Linked DNA regions of Mus musculus: region 1 is linked to region 2. The links are chromatin contacts, called in public promoter capture Hi-C maps. All regions are on one chromosome and are shown on one strand. Each heading gives the region's core, a stretch centred on a gene start, on an enhancer-like site or on the middle of the called end of the contact. The rest is flanking DNA. Distances are from core to core; before and after follow the strand shown. Region 1 holds the start of Micu1 (mitochondrial calcium uptake 1). Region 2 holds the start of Sh3rf3 (SH3 domain containing ring finger 3).

Region 1 (5,581 bases), core at 2,603-5,102, 890 kb before region 2:
TTTTAAAGTTAATATCCATTTGACAGCAAATAGTGAATTATAGGTTTTATTTTTCATGCAATGATCAACACAACGTAGTCTCTACACCAAGAGACTTGTCAGCAGAATAATGCAGAGGACCTAGAATTTACTCTTATTGATCACAGCTATTCAAGCACTTAAAATATCTTTATTCACTATTTATAAGCTGGAGTCACTTAGTCAAATTAACTAACCTACAATACAAAAAGTACCAGTCATTATTGAGCTTGGCACATAAGTTGTAGCTCAGCAACAGAGCCTGTGCTGAAAAAAAAGGAAGTGAGACAAACTGGCCAAGGTGACAATATATTACAGGTTATAAACCGCCAATACCTGGGGGCTGCAAAGATGGCTCATGAGTTAAGAGCACTTGTTGCTCTTGTTAAGGACCTGGGTTCGGTTCCAAGCACCCATAGTTTCAAGGACTCTGAAGCCCTCTTCTGGCCTCTCCAGGCACATACATGGTGCACAGACATACATGCTGGCAAAGTACCCATGCACACAACATTAAAATAAATAAAGCTAAAAAAAGATACTCCAGAGCCAAGACACCACACCTGTAACAACAATACACACCTATGCAAAGGAAGGGCTCAAAATTCAAATTTTATTAATAATAGATATTTTAAAAAGCAGACGTCAACGCCCAGACTACAAATATAAGTAATTTATATCTCAAAGGAAAAGAAGACCTCTTCAGTTAGAATACAAATACTTGTAAATATCTATTGTTTCCGCCTTCATACAACCGACCTCCCTTCAGCAGGATCGAACACCGCAATTGTTTTCCTTTAGAAACCAAATGTTCCCCTCTCCCCCCACCCCATTAATGTGTGTGGGGTGAGACCATGTTTTCCTTTCTCCTAGTCCATGGTAAGAAACCCAAGCCTGGCCACAAAGAGCTTTCTATCTCCCTGGCAGCAGGGAAAACCTCCAGGATAAACAGAGGCACAAGCTGGCATTGCTGGCCAGTGAGGCACCGCACAGAAACGTGCTAGATATATAGAGGACATGAGGAGCTCTTCTGGGGTGCAAGCCTTTCCTAAGGAGTATGAGGCCAAGTTTCAATTATTTTCCCAGAATTCCCAATTACATCTCCCCAAAAGGAAATGATTCTGGAGATTAGTAATAACCTTGACTTGGTAGGTGGGTGGGTGAATTTTTTTTTTTTTTTTTTTGAGACATGGTGTTACTATGTAGCGCTGGATGGCCTGAAATTCACTATGTGGACCAGGATGGTGTGGAACTCAAAAGACGTCTGACAGCCTCTGCCTCTGGAGAGCTCAGATTAAAGACCTGCACCGCCACACTCAGCCCAATGTTACAGGTTTTGTAATGTTCCCACTTTTGAACAGGACACACTGTTTTTATAAGAAGAAACAAAACCATTTCAAGATACTTCTCAGGTGTCTAACACATGCCCAGAGAGTAACATTTAGTGTTTTTAAAGAATTAACATTTTTTCCCCTCATGAAACACTAAATCAGAGCACCTGGAAAGGAATCCACTCCCTTTTTTGGCATCAAAGGAAGCTCTTTCTATTAGAAGTTGGGGGGATATTGTGGTAAACCTTTTTTTTAAAAAGTACTTTTATATAAAAGGAAGTATACCAGATAACTCTTTGGGGGAAAATGGAGAGTATTTAGCTTGTGCTTTCAATACTGTTGAAACTGTTCAAGAGCTAAAACTAACTTTGCAGTTTAAAAGTAAACATATATATACATATATATGTTGTATGTATATATGTTGTGTGTATGTGTGTGTATATGTATGTGTGTATATATATGTGTGTGTGTATATACATACATATAATATACATACATATATATGGCTTTACTGCCAGCCTGGTGGCACATGCCTATAATCCCAGCACTCAGGAGCCTGAGGCAGAAGACTGCCATTAAATATTCAGCCAACTGTGGGGGTTGGCGGGGAGAGCATCATTAATTACTTGAGTCTTTAAAATGACTACAAAGGTCTAAAGTAGTTGTTCAGTTAAATATAACGGTTATAATTATTTCATGTGATATTCAATTACATGAGGAATTATGTATTATTAGTTTTTTTTTCCTCTAAGCATAAGAAAGCAAGTTACAGAGCCTGAGGCAGGGTGTTTATACCTAGGAGTTCAAGGCCAGCTTGGGCAACACAGTGAAACACTGTATCAATAGATGGGTGGATGGACAGACAGACGGACAGATGGATGGATGGATTTACTGAATACAGTAACCACTCCATGAAACTATAATAAAGGCAGTGATGCTCTTGCTTTTACCAGAATTGGCTTTATCATTGGCTCCTATCATTCTCTCCAGGCACACCAGCCATTCCAGAATCTTCACTTTCTGCTAATATTATTTTGAATGTTATGACCCCTGTGCGGATACTTAGGTGTTGATGACTCTTTCTTGGCATCAGTAGGTAGCCAGGGTGATGTCTTTAAGCAAAACAGAATCAAAGATTGATGAGAAGTGGGGACCGAACCCATTGAAGTCTGTAAGGTCTGGGCAGGCCTGTAATCCCACCCACCATTCAGTTGGCAGAGACAGAAAGATTCAGACTTTAAGGCCAAACCTAGTGATGGGGGTGGGGAACCTACCTCAAAAAAAAAAAACAGAACAAAAAAGAATTCAAACAAAACAAAGTAACTGGTGGCCAGAACATCTTCCCGGATAAGTGGCATTCTAAACTCTTTAGGATAAGATTCTAAACAAGCATCACATTGTCCACACCGGCAAACATTCAGGATGGTCGAGTCCGCCAACTGTTTGTTATGTCTCAAAGGCTGACAATCAGTGAAACCTAAACTCCCCAACAGATGTGTTTCATCTCCAGCACACACTCCTTTCTAATGCTGTTAAATCACCTCCCTGTCTGACCCTACTGACTGCTTTAAAGTAAACAGAGGTTTATTAAGGGAGTCATCCCAGAAGTGGATCAAAACATGTATTTATAAACAAGCGGGAAAAAAATAGGTCTTTCCAAAATGTCTCAGGAAGAAAATTATTTAATCTTAATTATTTATTTACATGCACAAATATTTGCACTTCAAGCACCTGAAAGGGACTGTAGACAAAACCTCGGATTTATAAAGGTGACAACTTATTATAAAACACAGTCCGCCTTAAACTCTTCTTCTAGCATCCCACATAATCAGTAATACCTGGCTCATTCTCGAAACATCGTGTGGGTAGCCCCGACTGGGACTGGGCACAGACAGAGAAAGGGAGAATGAGAACGCGAAGTTGCTGGTGAGGATAAAAAACGGAACAGTCCGAGAAGTCTGCAGTTTGTTTTGCTTTTCTAAAAGGCCAATGATCCCCCCGCCCCATCTTCTCTATCCCCAATACATGTATTTATCTATCTTTCTGTCACAGCTCTAAACTCCTCCATCTACTTCTGACCACATCCACGAATTCCGGGAGAACTAGTGTGTCCTGGCCGCAGGTGGAGAGGATGCACTCTGAGGCTAGAAGCCGGGCACTACAAGTTCTCCCTGACAGGGATAAGGGGTGATAGGGTGAAGGGAGCGGAGGACCGAGAGTCCCCTCAGCATATCACCAACAGCATCACCAAGACAGCAGCAGTCCCTGGCGGACCTGAAAAGTGGCCGGATCTCAGAGCCACACGAAAGGCTCGTCCCCAAAATGCGCCGACTTCCCCTCCCCTAAACTCGCCTCCAGGCGATCAGATTCCTCACACTCACCCGTCCGCGCTCCAGCTTTAGCAGCAACTCGGAGAATGCCGCCCACCTCTGACAACCATAGAGACGCAAATGCCGGGGAGCCCCGCTCTGCGTCCTCCGCCCACTCTCACGTGACTCCCTTAGCCGCTGGGCCTGCCGGGATCTTGATGAAACGTAGCAGGGAGGAACCGAGTTGGGGAAAATGGGGCGGGGCGGAGAGGCAACCCCGCCCTTCTCTGGGGCCCGCCCACACTTCGGATCCCGCCCCGAGTCAAGACTCCGCCCTCGCCTGGGGGCCCGCCCTGTCCTCAGCCCCGCCCACACGTCGGTGCCACGCCCTCGCTGTTTAGGCGGGAATGCCGGCAGATTTGCAAAATCCCTCCTGCATTCCATTGCTGATTTTGTTTCTCTGCTGTCAAAGTCCACCTCTCCTGTGCCTCTTTCTAGTTAAACCCTGCTCTTCCGTAAGTGGGAAATTGATAACGAGGTTCTTCCCACCAGTCTAGAGGCTCACACTGGTTTTATTTTAGGAACATCTTTTATTTATTCTTTGACAGTTTCGTAAGATATAATGTATCTTAATCTTATCCACCTCCAGTTCTCCACGTTCACTCCTTCCAGGAAGTCCCCGCTAGTCTCCCAACACTTGGAACTTAGAGGCTAGTGTGGTTTACTTAGACCTGTGTCAAATTATGAAACAGAGGAGCTCAGCAGGTAAGGGCTCTTACTACCAAACCAGATAACCCGTATTTGAGTCCCAGGACACTTATGGTGGAAGGAGAGAACTGACTGATGCAAGTTGTCTCCTAACCTTCAGAACCATGCTGCGGAACACACATACCTGCATGCATACATACATACATACATACATACATACATACATACATGAAAAAAGGGAAGGAGAAAAGAGCGAATAAAAGTCTTCTCTTGGGACACACATCTTGTTATCTCTGAAACTTGTAAATTTCACATTGCATCGTAAATACCATAGAACACTTTGGAGGCTCACGGGATAAATTAACTCTTTATTTGAATAAGGAAAAGAGAAAAAAAATCATCAATATATAAATTGTTGAATAAAATTTTCAGCCAGATGTGGTGGCATAGAACTGTAATCCCAGAATCTGAGAGATAGAGGCAGTAGGATCAGGAGTTCAAAGCCATACTTAGTTACATAGTGAGTTTGAGGCTAGTGTGGGCTCTATAAGATCCTGTCTGAAAAACCAAGCCAAACATAAAAATCCATCAAGATCAAGGAAGACAATGATTAAGTTGGGCATGTTGGTATATGACTATAACCCCTGTAGAGACGGAGGCAGGAGGATCAGGAATTGTCTTTAGGTTGTCCTCAGCTACATAAATAGCAAATTTTTCCCTTACCTCCATCCATGTACCATAGCAAATGTGTCACCCCACACACATACTCACACACATAATAATATGTAAATAAATATAAGAAGAAATATCCAGGTATCCCTCCCCTGCCCCACACCAGTAGTTCCCATGCCATGTTGATAATCAAATGCCTCACACTTAACTGGAGAGATTTTTGGTTTAGGTTTTTATTTGAGACAGTTCTTTTTATATAGGCTAGGGTACCCATGCTGTTCTCAAACTCATGGTAATCCTCCTGCCTTGGCCTCCAAAGTGCAGGGGTTGTGGGCATGCACTACTATGCCTGGCTCAGGGTAAAATAACACAGATTCCTGGATCCTAAGATACACTCACTGGACTAGAACGGTGCTCAGAAATCTGGATCTTCATAGTCCCATGTGATTTCCATGTAGGTGTTGAATGGGAAAAGAAATGGATTTGGGTCTTTTTTTCCCCTCCATGCCACAGAATAAAATATCTCTATTTTGTCTTCAGTATAGC
Region 2 (5,677 bases), core at 2,229-4,728:
CAGATCAATAAACAGCATATTAAACAGCACGCAGCAATATCTAGAGTGCAGCCTCACTGGGAACCATCAGTACAGGGACAATCAGTTCAGGGACAGTGGAGTACCAAGAGCCCATTTGGAAGCGATTTTAGCTCGTCTCTGTCTTCTCAGCTTACAGGTGGCTCACACCTGCATAGCACACATTTTCAGTCTCTGCCTCCTGTCACATCCATCACTGTCCCTTAGACTGCTCATCGAGACCTAATACCCCACAGTGGTAGTGTAATGGAAGCACACAAGGCCGGAAAGCTGACCAAGAGAGAACCCAATGGCTACTGGAAACCAGGGAACAAAAGCTGCAGATATTAAAACCTCTGCCTCGGCTACTTTGCTTTCTAAACACAATCAAATACCACTAGACTTAATTCTGGCTGTTCCCCAGAACCTGAACTTAGTCCTTTTGAGACAACTATGAGGGAAAGCCTGCACTCTAGTTGACACAACAAAAAGAAAACATGTTCTCAATTTCCCAGAAGTGGGGATATCCTAAACCATGGAGTACGTGGCCACACAGAATCAACTGGGGTCTCAAAATTGTCAAGTCCAAACATGAATTCCGTATACTCAAGCACTCACGCTAAAGCTATAAGCTCCCACCTTGTGGGCAGACAAATTCTAAGGAATGCTCTGAACAGAATTAGTCCAGGAGCTAATTCTGAGGCTGTGCCTTTCTCCCCATCAGAGGCTTCCGTAAGCTCCAAGCCAACTACAACTCCTCAAGGTGCGCTGGACCCTCATCTGTCAGCAGCTGTCAAAAGGCCCAAGCATCTCACCAGAATCATAGCTCCAAAAGTCATTTAATTACCGAAGCAGGAGGAAGCAACAAACAGATCTTGCAAATACAAGTCTTTAATTCTGATGTTAGATTAAAAGCAACATGGGCAAGAAAGAAAAGTTTCACAATATGTACACATTAATAAGTGGATATTAGCCCAAAACCTAGGATACCCAAGATATAAGATACAATTTCCTAAACACATGAAACTCAAGAAAAATGAAGACTGAAGTGTGGACACTATGCCCCTCCTTAGAAGTGGGAACAAAACACCCTTGGAAGGAGTTACAGAGACAAAGTTTGGAGCTGAGATGAAAGGATGGACCATGTAGAGACTGCCATATCCAGGGATCCACCCCATAATCAGCATCCAAACGCTGACACCATTGCATACACTAGCAAGATTTTATCGAAAGTTCCCAGATGTAGCTGTCTCTTGTGAGACTATGCTGGGGCCTAGCAAACACAGAAGTGGATGCTCACAGTCAGCTAATGGATGGATCACAGGGCTCCCAATGGAGGAGCTAGAGAAAGTACCCAAGGAGCTAAAGGGATCTGCAACCCTATAGGTGGAACAACATTATGAACTAACCAGTACCCCGGAGCTCTTGACTCTAGCTGCATATGTATCAAAAGATGGCCTAGTCGGCCATCACTGGAAAGAGAGGCCCATTGGACACGCAAACTTTATATGCCCCAGTACAGGGGAACGCCAGGGCCAAAAAGGGGGAGTGGGTGGGTAGGGGAGTGGGGGTGGGTGGGTATGGGGGACTTTTGGTATAGCATTGGAAATGTAAATGAGCTAAATACCTAATTAAAAATGGAAAAGGAAAAAAAAAGAAAAGTTTCTGAACTTCCAATGAAGCAAATGGCTAGATTTAATCACAATTAAAAGCCAAATTTCAATTTTGATCCTTCAGTGACCATCCTAAGAAGGCATGCATACTCCTTGCATGTCTTTGCCGACCCTCTCTTCCTGATCCATAGAAAACTCAAATTCAGCCATCCACAAAACGTCCTCCAGCAAAAACAGAAGTCGTGAAGTCTATATAATGCGGCCGTGCTAAATCTAATAACGAAAATTAAAAACAACTGTCCACCTGGGAAAGCAACCCTGCTTAAGAGCCCACAAGCAAAGCTTGACTAGAGAGTGCCAAGCCTAAGAGTAAGACAGAGTAAGTGTTCCTGAAGATTTTAGGCGAAGTCCTTCTTTCTGGGGCAGCTGTAGTTACTCTCCGGGCAATGTCTGCCACTTTGCCCTCTCCCCTGTCCTCCACGGCTAAGCAGCAAGAGACTGCTAACTCCCGGTCAGCGATCAGAACCAGTGAACCATTAAGCAATAAGTCCCCAATTGGTGGTCTGAGAGGGAAGAGCAGGACTGAGGAGGTGTGGCAAAAGATGGTTGTTTCTGGAGAATTGGAGGGGTGATCAAAGTTAAAGATAGATGAGTGGATGGATGTATGGATCAACAGACAGACATACAGGACCGGCCAGCCTAGTCAAAATGGAAGTGGTAGAGAACGGCAGGACAGATGGCATGTCCACCTAATGAGAGGATGGGTTCTGCCTCACATATGAACAGGTTTGGGGGAGAAGATGTAAGGACTGAGCTTGGAAAGCGACTTAAGGTGCCCACAAGAAGTTTGAAGTAAGGATGTGGGGCAGAGGAATGTATGTGATGGGATGTAGTCAAGAACTGGTAAAGTAGGAACTGACAGCTAGGCAGAGTCCCTGGGAAACAGAGAAGTTGTTAAAGAAGAATAAAACAAACGAGTGGGCCACGGGGATCCACGGCTAGTCCCTCTACTTCTAATCACAAACTACTTGCACATACACGTGCGGACAAGCTTACACATTCCCACACAGTGGCGCCATGTCACTGGGATACATTCTTACCTTAGCCACTGGCACACTCCTATTAGTCGCCACGTCGCACAAACTGGAGGTAGAGCTGCCTGCGGCCGCTGAGAGAAAGACCGGAGAACACGGGGGACTGCCTGTCGCCCCTCCAGCGCCACCAGCGAGCGCTGAGAACGTACCGGGGCCCGGGCGCGCGGGAGGGCTGCTCCCCGGGCTGGCACCCGTGCGGGGCCTCTGGCGGATGCCATCCAGCAGGCGCACTAGCAGTATGTTGGCGGGCAGCTCGTCCACACCGCAGCCCACCAGGATGCGGCACTCGGGACAACGTAGTTCGTGGCGCGAGCACACGATGCTCTCCAGACAGCGTCGGCAGAAGGTGTGCTGGCATGGCAACACCTTGGCCGTAGTGTCCAGGCGCTCCAGGCACACAGAGCATTCCAGCAAATCCAGCAGCGATGATTCGTCCATATCCTCTTCAGTCCTCGCCTGGGCCCCCCTCTGCTGCTCACCCTGCCTGTCCTCGCCCTCGCCCCGAGCTGCGGTGGCCGCCGCCTTGGACGCGCACAGCCAGGACGCCCCAAGCAGCATGGGGGAGGCGCCAGCGCGGGCCCAGCGAGCCGCCTAAGTCTAGCAGCCAGAGCCCGGCCCGCCGAGGAGAGCGGGCATTTGCGCCTAGCCCGGGCAGTCGCCGTCAATAAACAGGGTTCGGTCCCCGCGCGGCGCGTGCTGACAGCCCGAGGCACTAGCCTCCACGATTTGCAAAGTGACACGCCGAGCCTGCCCGCGAGGCAGGCACCGGAGTTCCGGAGCCCCGAGGCAACTCCAGCCAGCCGAGCCCAATCAGCCTACGCGCGCGCACCGCCGCTGCGGGCAACACCTGTGCTGCCGCGCCGCCCGCGCCCGGGAGCCCAGCAGCGGGGAGTGCAGGGAGAGGCCGGCCAGGTCCCCAGGGAGACCGGGGCGCGGCGTGCACGCTCCCCCGCGCCGCAGGCGAGCCGCACCGCCCCCCTCGGCGCCTCCATGCGCCCTCGGGCTGCCAGAGCACCGCCGCCTTGCTCAACTAGCTCAGCCGGATCTCGTCCCTGGGTCGCGGGACCATGTGCGGGGGACGCGCAGAGGTCACAGTCACTGCGGGGGTGTTGGGAAACGGACACCTCTCCTGCCTTGGAGCTTCTCCCTTTAGGCCACCTCCGGGGCTCCGGAGAACTTCCCCTGCGCAGGCTTGGCCCTGTCCCCTCTGGACGCCAGACTCTGGATTCTCCGCGAGCTTCAGGAAGGGACGTTTCTTCTCAACGCCTCCGCGAAGGAAAGTTTGGGAGCATCATCCCGACTGCTTTCTTAGCCAGCGCTGGAGAGCAGCCGGAGGACGCATCAGACACCCAGGCATCCTTCTGGACGACTCCAGGGAGCACTCTTGCTTGTGTCCCCTCTCCTGCCAGCATGCCCAAGTGACAGCTGTGGGTATAGGTGCGGGGGTGTCCCTTGAGGCGAGAAGGGAAGTCGCTGGAGATGGCCGGGTCGGGGGCTGCCGGGGCCGCGACTACTCCTTCGGGAAGCCGGCTGCCCTCTCCAGAATCACTGATGTGTGACTGACGCCGCCGCCCACGCGCCAGCACACCCTGGCCGAGCGCCGCGCCCCTGGCGGCGCGGTGAAAGACTCCAGCGCCCGCTCTGGTGAGCTCTGATGAACCCAGCTCCAAATATTCCTCGGGAGGCTCAAAAGAGGGGGAATGTGCGCTCCTTCCCGATGCCCGGGGTTCTGGGAGCGTCAGAGCGACGGAAGTACGTACGAGGACCTGGAGCAGCAGGGAAGTTTGGCGGTGGGCTGCGGTCGGTGTACAAGATTTCTTACCGTGTGCTGCCCCCTGGTGGGCCCCTCGTGTTCCCAACGCTCTCGAGCCCCGCACAGGCAAAGGTCCAGAAAGCTGGATGATGCACAGCTGGGAGATGCCAGGGCAAGCATCCAAAGTGGTGTGGATGCCCCTCCTGCCGGTTGGGCTGCCCTGTTGTTTGTGAAGCTGAATGTCACTTTTCTTCGTTTTTAGGGAGAAAAAAATTTTGCTGATACTTAAATGCCAACATAATATCTGCATTGTTTTAATGCTCTTAAACAACCCTGTGAAATAATTGCTTTAACTTCATTACACGGGTAAGGAAATTGATTCTCATTATTATGAAGCCATTTTATTAAATGTGGTTTTTGTGACCACAGAACCCAAATGCAAAAAGACCACATGGTAGCAGAGCGGTTGCCTATAAGCCACGTGTCCCTTACAGTGTAGTAGTATCTTCCACACGGCGTGTTTAGTAAATATCCATTGAATGATCGAAAGAGTGACTTGATCTCATCCAGTGATGATTTGAATGCAGTATTTAGCACCCCAATTCCAGATATCCTGAGTTCCTATCAGACTGCTAGTCTCTGGAAATTCCCAGGAGCATAGAGTTGTCCCAGCCGATCTCTGTATCATTTACACAAGTATTGGCAAGGGTATAAGATAGAATTGTCTGTCTATGTCTATTATTGCCTATGTCTGTCTATTGTCTGTTATGAAGGGGGTAGGGAGGTGAGTGACTTTTGCTCAGGAACACCCAAGGGGAATTGTGAGAGGGTCCAGAATGCCTGATTTATGAGTGGTGATCAGGACCCGGGAAAGGGTGTGTGTGCAAAGAACAAAGAACAAAGTTGCTGTCCATGATGATATAGCCTGAGTGCTTTTGGATGCAAGAGAGAAATAAAGCTTAGGAGAATTTTAAAAGGTGCAAAATAAAAGTAATCTTAGGGGACTACAGGCTAAGGGCTGGGGCAGACTAGTGCAGGCAGATTCTCCTAAGCCATGTTCTTCCCCTGTATATGTGGTGGCTTCCTCCTTCCCTCCACCGTGCGCTGGGCACCAGTCACCGCATGATAGAAAATATGACTGCCGCTTGTACTGGATCCAGCAGTATAGCATGAAATTAGCATCACCCACTGACAAGATGGGCATCTGATACTTTCATGGT

Evidence for each region. Promoter capture Hi-C pulls out the DNA fragments that hold promoters and counts their contacts.
Region 1: a promoter capture Hi-C map of embryonic stem cells shows a contact between it and region 2, with 4 times the contacts expected there. The contact joins the promoter of Micu1 here to the promoter of Sh3rf3 in region 2.

Annotation. Positions count from the first base shown.
Region 1 is chr10:59,700,834-59,706,414 of GRCm38.p6, reverse strand. Micu1 (mitochondrial calcium uptake 1) reads right to left here and starts at 3,852. Exons shown (of 12, transcript NM_144822.3): 1 at 3,728-3,852.
Region 2 is chr10:58,811,160-58,816,836 of GRCm38.p6, reverse strand. It overlaps Sh3rf3 (SH3 domain containing ring finger 3), which reads right to left and starts at 3,478. Exons shown (of 10, transcript NM_172788.3): 1 at 2,711-3,478. The coding sequence starts at 3,262.